Regions from separate parts of the Sus scrofa genome. Here region 2 is linked to region 1. A link is a contact called in public Hi-C data. All regions are on one chromosome and are shown on one strand. The core of a region is the stretch at or near the end of the contact, and the rest is flanking DNA. Distances in the headings are between cores, read along the strand shown.

Evidence for each region. A called contact is a pair of places that touch in the nucleus more often than the background predicts.
Region 2: a contact with region 1 is called in a Hi-C map of subcutaneous adipose tissue, with 1.7 times the contacts expected there. The contact joins the promoter of SUSD2 here to the promoter of GGT5 in region 1. A contact is called at or near these places in 1 of 5 promoter capture datasets (liver), 8 of 47 Hi-C or Micro-C datasets (embryonic fibroblasts, fetal heart ventricle, fetal skeletal muscle and 5 more) and 1 of 2 datasets of contacts at active chromatin or transcription factors (skeletal muscle).

The regions. Positions count from the first base shown.
Region 1 is chr14:49,636,543-49,639,833 of Sscrofa11.1, forward strand. GGT5 (gamma-glutamyltransferase 5) reads left to right here and starts at 1,642. Exons shown (of 14, transcript XM_013983128.2): 1 at 1,642-2,249. GGT1 (gamma-glutamyltransferase 1) reads left to right here. Exons shown (of 12, transcript NM_214030.1): 8 at 78-265; 9 at 457-584; 10 at 680-792; 11 at 864-977; 12 at 1,253-1,488. The coding sequence ends at 1,399.
Region 2 is chr14:49,682,011-49,685,301 of Sscrofa11.1, forward strand. It overlaps SUSD2 (sushi domain-containing protein 2), which reads right to left and starts at 1,733. Exons shown (of 16, transcript XM_013983126.2): 1 at 1,580-1,733; 2 at 7-214. The coding sequence starts at 1,718.

The sequences.
Region 1 (3,291 bases), core at 392-2,891:
CTGAGAGCGGCTCGCACAAGCCTGTGCCCCCTCCCCGCCTCCCCCACCTCCTCAGGCCGGCTCTGGGGTCTCGGCAGGTGGTCCGCAACATGAGCTCCGAGTTCTTTGCTGACCAGCTTCGGGCCCGGATCTCCGATACCACCACTCACCCGGACTCCTACTATGAGCCTGAGTTCTACACACCGGATGACGCGGGCACCGCCCACCTATCTGTGGTCTCGGAGGATGGCAGCGCCGTGTCGGCCACCAGCACCATCAACCTCTAGTAGGGGCTGCTGGGTGGCCTGGGTGGGCCAGGGGCTGTCCGTGTGTCCCAGAAAGGGGGGGGGCGGTGGCTCCACGGTGGCAGAGTACTTGACCCCGCCTCCCCCGGGGAGCATGTTGGAGTCTTGGAGGGCATGTGGTGTGGGAGGGGCCAGGCAAAGCAGGCACAGCTGGTGACCAGCCGGTCGGTAGCTTTGGTTCCAAGGTACGATCCCGGATCAGTGGAATCCTGTTCAACGATGAGATGGACGACTTCAGCTCCCCCAACATCACCAACCAGTTCGGGGTGCGCCCTTCACCAGCCAACTTCATCACACCAGGTGTGGGTGGGGGGCTTGGGTGGGGAAGGGGCTGGTATCCCTGGCAGCAGCTGACCAGCACCTCTGTCCCTTCCCTCTTGCCCCCACCACTGTAGGAAAACAGCCACTCTCATCCATGTGCCCCGTGATCATCGTGGGTGAGGACGGCCAGGTCCGCATGGTGGTGGGTGCCTCGGGGGGCACACAGATCACCACATCTACCGCGCTGGTATGTGCCACCCTCCTGTGCCCCAGCTCCTTGCCCTCTGGGCCATGCTGACCCCACGCCCACACCCCCAGGCCATCATCCACAGCCTGTGGTTTGGCTACGATGTGAAGCGGGCAGTGGAGGAACCCAGGTTGCACAACCAGCTTTTGCCCAACACGACGACGCTGGAGAAGGGCATCGACCAGGTGCGGCAGAGGGCAGGGGACCTGAGTCACAGCAAGGGCCCCCCCGCTGGGAATCCTGAGCATCAGGCATATACGATGGCTAGTATCCTCAGGGCAGGTGACCCTCATGCCTGCTGCGGGGTTACAATGAGGGCTAGGCCACCTGCCCCCTATGAGACTAATAGGCCCAGCTGCCCCCAACTTGCTTCCTGGCCGCTCAGTGGAAAGGGGCACTACCTGGGTCTGCAGAGCACATGCCCTCATGGGCATGGTCTCCCTCCTCCTCCCTCTCCCAGGCAGTGGCTGCAGCCCTGAAGACACGGCACCACTACATCCAGGACGCGTCCACCTTCATTGGTGTGGTACAGGCCATTGTCCGCACACCCAGCGGCTGGGCAGCTGCCTCAGACTCCAGGAAGGGTGGGGAGCCTGCAGGCTACTGAGTGCTCAGGCAGTCAAGGGGGTCTGGCAGCCTGGGGATAAGTGAGCGGCAAAGCAGTGCAATAAATGGGGGCTGCAGCGCCCAGCTCTGGGCAGTCTTGCTGGCTGACTTCAATTCCCTGGGCCTCAGCATCCTGTGTGAAGTGGAGTCACCTGGCGGGGAAGGATGGCTAGATGGGATTTGTTGGTCTTTACACCTTGGGCCCTGGATCCAGCCTCAGCATTTTCACGGTAGCTGGGTGAATGGGTGGGGTGGGAGTTAGGAGTGTAGGGGGTGGGTAGGGGCCCAGGGTGGGTCATGCTCAGCTCTGTTCTTGCTCACCCTGAGCCCCTGGAAGGGCCAGGCCACCCCTTCCCTGGGCTGGGAGCGGCACTTCCCAGTATTGGCCACTGGGGGGCTTGCAGCCCTGGCGTTTCCTCCGCGGATGCTGGGAACCCCGCCACCCAGGGGGTGTCTGGCCTCACCCTAATCACAACACACAAGGCGAAGCTAAGGTCTGAGAGAGTGGGATTGGGCAAGAGGCTGGAGCAAAACATGTTGGTCAGAGCCAGGCCCAGGGGGCTTTCCAAGCAGAAACCCAAAGTGAAACCCAAGCCGTGATCCATTCCAGAAGGAGGTCCTGTTCTCAGGGATCAGAGAATTGGAAGTGGTCCCCAGACCCCCAAGGGTCAGGGCTTGGACTGGAGCCCTGAGGAGGGCGGGTCTGGGGAGAAACAGGGAGATACAGGCCCAGCGTCTTCCACCAGGACCAGCCCCTCCCACCCTTCCTCAGTGCCTCCTAACTCATCCTTTACACACAGTTTTAACACCAGAGGTGAGATGCTGTGAAAGGCTGGTGGAGGCAAGCAGAGGTGAGGGGGGCCCAGTGAGCACCAGTGGGGGCCCCTGAGGGCAGGGGCATGGGGCTAGGGGAGGCCAGGTCTGGGGTCTCCTTCATAAGGCAGGAAATCCTGGTACTTTCAAGGTGCTCACAGGGGAAGGCATGCTGGCCTGCAGAATCCCCCCTAGGTCTGGGCCCTAAGCTCTGGGATCCTTGGGGGATGGGAGGGTGGGGGGGTGGGAGGGGGTTGGCAAGTCTCTCCTCAGTCCTCATTTACATCCCAGAGGAAAGGTGTTGGCCCCTTTGCAAGGAGAAGACAGGCCTGAGGGGCAGGCCTTGCTTCCATTGGAAGTGGGGGCTGGCATGCAAGCAGGGTGCACCCCAGTTTCCTGGGTGCCATGGGGCTCAGCCGAGGCTGCCCTGGGATTTGGCTTCCCCACTCCAGCCCCTCCCCTCCTGGACAACACCAGGGCCCTTCCTGGCTGGACCTCCTGGGCCACATTTCTAGCCAGTCCTGGCCAGCCCAGCACAATGCCTGTTCCTTCCCTGGGCCTTTGGTCCAGCAGATCCCTGCACCCTGGCCTCTGCCTGACCAGGAGGCTTGGGAGGTGGGGGGGATGTCCAACCCTGACCCTGCCTGCCCCCTGTCCCAGCAGCTGGGCTGTCCTCAGCCCAGGAATGTATTTTGGTTCCTGGTTGAGCAATGTCAGTGCGGTTTGGGGGTCGGGTGGGGGTGGCAGGAGGTGCCCACCACCTTCGCCATCCCACAAGGCGGCCTCCTGTCCCAGTAGACTCTGCAGCTCAGGGGCCTGGTGGACTATGTGGCTATGTGGCCACATCCCCTCCTTGTGCCTCAGTTTCTATGCTGTGCCAGGTGAAGAGGCCTGGGAGGACAATGCTTAACAGTGGGTGGGGGTCCAGCCCCCGTCCCCTGCACCCTGTGCTCTGCTGAGGCCAGAGGGGGTCCCTCAGCTGGCCCCACTTCCCTGGCCACTTCTAGCTGGGCACCCTGAGAGCAGGGCAGGCCCAGGCCAGTGTCCCCAGGAGAGAAGACTCTGTCGGCTCAAGAAGAG
Region 2 (3,291 bases), core at 483-2,982, 46 kb after region 1:
TCTCACCTGCAGATCACACCCTCGGTGGGGTTGGACCAGTTGAGGTGCTGCACCACAAAATCCTTGCCGCCCATCACGGAGCCTGAGTAGGGAGAGACCTCCAGGCAGAAGCTCTGGATGTCCGAGCAGCAGCTGGCCAGGCCAAAGCAGGTTGGGTGGCAGGAGCACGGCCCATCCCGGACTCCACAGCGGTGGGAGCAGCTCCCCTGGGCACCTGGAGGAGAAGCCCTTAGTGCCTGCTCCGGGCACCCCATGCACAGGGCCCACGTCTCCGTCCCCAGGGGCAGGCCAGCCTGGAACTGCACTGACCACTATGTGGACACAGTGGAAATGCCCAGGGCCCATGGATGGGGTCATGGTTAGTCCAGTTGGCCTGACTGGCTAGAATGAGAGGGCATTCAGGTAAATGCCTCCTGACATAAAACTTTTCAGGAGGAGCCCTGAGGTGGGACTGACCCTCAGCCACCAAGTCCTAGACCTGAGAGCCTCCTCAGATGGCTGTAGGTGCCTGACCTCTAGATGTGGGCTGGGGACCTCTCTCTACCCCTGAAAAGAATCAGTGCACCGGTGGCCTGGAGAGGGACCCCAGCCTGGCTTGCTTGGTCTGGGGACTGGGGCTGTGGCTACTGAGAATCCCACTGGAAGCCCAGGAGGCCCTATCTCACTCTGCTGGGTGGTGAGGGTCACCAGTTATGGCCTGGAAGGGAGCCCACCCCTCTCTTAGGGGAGAGGAGTGTCAGACCCCACAGAGGTCAGGGGTCTGACCCAGGGGAGAGGGCAGGGCCAGGATAGGGGAGAGGGTGATGGGGGGGTGCTGCGGGGGGTTGGAGGCACTCCTAATCTGGCTCTTCCCTGCCACCCCCTAAAGGGCCAGTCAAGGGCCAGGCCTGGGCCTGAGTCACCACTGCAGCCCACTTCACTCAGTGCAGGGCTTGGCACTCAAGAGCTTCAATAAATATTTATTGACTGAGGATGAGATGGCTTGAGGGATTAGGGGAGGAGGCCAAGGGATGCCGGTAAGTGAGATAAGTGCCAGGAGGGTGTTGGTGCTTCCCTGAGATGGGAGATAGGCTGGGGAGGGGGCTAGGGAGCTGGGGAAAATCAGCTCAGCCCAGCCCAGCGCAGTGGAAGGGCCAGGGTCCTGGCTCAGGAACTGAGTGCAGCTCCGGGAGGCATGGGCCTTACCCTGGACTTTCTGGGGTCCAGCCCACCCTGAGAAGTACCCACAGCCCTACACCTGGCCAGGCAGGGGGCCCAGTGGGGGTGGGGGCTCCTCCATGTATAAACACACCCTCCACAGGCTCGAGGTGTGGGCCGAGGCTCACACGGCCTGGTGCCCTCCCTCCCCCACCGCCTCTGGGCTCCCAGCCAGTTTAGGGTGGGCACGGCCTGGATCCCCCTCCCCACCAACAGCCCCTTGATCCTGGGCTTCTGAGAATTTCTTCTTACCACCCCCGGTAGCGTCAGATGGACCGACAGATGGACAGAGGCTGAGGCCAGGGAGGTTTAGCCTGGGTCTGGCTACAGCAGGCAGACAGACAGAGTGACAGGGGGTCAGAAGGGCAGGGTGAGGGCATACCTGCTGCAGGCCAGGGGCCTGGGCCGGGGGCTGTCGCCAGCAGCAGCAGGGCCCAGAGCAGGAGGGACAGCTGCATTGTGCGGCCTGTGTCTGCAGCCAGCGCAGCAGTGGCTGGGAGGTGGCGGCGCTCCCTCCCCATGGCCTGGCCCCGCCCCGTGCTGCAGCCCCGCCCCGCCCCACCCTGTCCCCTCTCAAAGTCCACAGGTGCCGGATGGGCTAGCAGAGCCCAACCTGCTCCGTTAGCACATTCCTGGCCCTCCAGGCCTGCGACACAGGGGAGGGAGCTGAGCGTCCTGGAGCCGGATGTCCGGAGGCTGCAGCTCAGGCCCTGGACCCCAGCCACTTTCCCCGCCCTCCTCTAGGGGGGCAGGCGGAGCTCCCACAGGGGATGGGATACTGCCTTGGGGGTGAGGCAGGGTTGTCCTTGAAATCCCAGGATTCTAGCGCCACCCCTCCCCCCGCGCCCCGGGGGCCCCAGGCCAGAGGACTCGTACCCCAGCTTCCCTGCAGGTAGCGGTATGCCCAGGTCCTCCCCACAGCCTGGCCAGGTGAGGAAGCAAGTACTTTTGCACTGGGGCCTGCACTGTGTGGGTGCTGGTGGAGGGCGCCCTCCTGGGGAGGGCGGGAGCTGTCAGACATAGCTCTGCAGGGGATCCCCCTTGAGGGAGGAGGGGAAAGCAGAAGAGGGAGGGGCACGGCCCCTGGCTACTTAACCCTGGAGTGGGATGGGGGTGAGATGGGGAGCTGAGCCCAGGATACTGGTTTCCCTTGGAGGGACTCCACTGGGCTCCTAGGAGATTCCATTAGGAAACAGGCTCAGTCAGGCTCCAGCTGTGCCTCTGCCCTGGGCTGGGGACCAGGAAAGGAGCCGCCCAGCGCCACCGCCCAATGCCAGCACCCCTCTCCTTTCACTGCAGAGTTTGCATAATCTCTTGTTCACCTCCCTCCCACTAGTACAGGTGAAGAAACTGAGGCCCAGACAGCAAAGCAGGGAGGGGCGGTGAGGTCTCCCTGGAGATGGTTTCTGCAAGCTCTATAGCAGGTGGGGTGGGAGTGGGGTGGGGAAAGCACAGGCCTGGGACTCAAGTGGGCCCTGCTACCTAGGCTGGGGGTCTGGAGAGGCAGACAGCCCTCTCCCCAGTGGCAGTTTCTCAAGGAGACAGGTTCCTGGACCCCTCAGTGGGGCATGGGCCTAGGTCACTAGGCTGTGACCAGCCTTGGCTGTGGGGGGTCAGCCAGCATTTTGCCCTGGTCACCGCCCCTCAGAGCCGGCTCTCTCACAGATGGCTGGGCTAGTTGGGAACCACAGCTCCCAACTGCATGACTGAGCACCTGGGGTACCCTTCGAACAGGTACCCTGGGTGTGGGCACTGAGGCCTAGCCTGGGGGCTGGTGCTGGGACTCACCTGGGCCTCAGGGCTCAGGAAACGAATGTTCCGGGTGGGTCTGAGGTGTCCTGCGTCCAAGTCAAGAGGGGCTCTAGGCTGATCCCAGGAAGGGGGTGTGAGGGCCTGGGGGAAGGTAGCCATCTTTTCACAGCCTGCACTCTGTTGGTGCCTTAAGAGGGTTGGAAGCAGGAGTGCAGCGTGTGGGCCCTGGGGATCTGCTGGGTAAGTGCTGCCCCCTCAGCCTCTGTAGCCATGAGACGGGCCTGAACCAGGATGGGTTTGGTGCTTCTGGGTTCCCAAAGTGGCTCTGCCAGACCTAGTCTG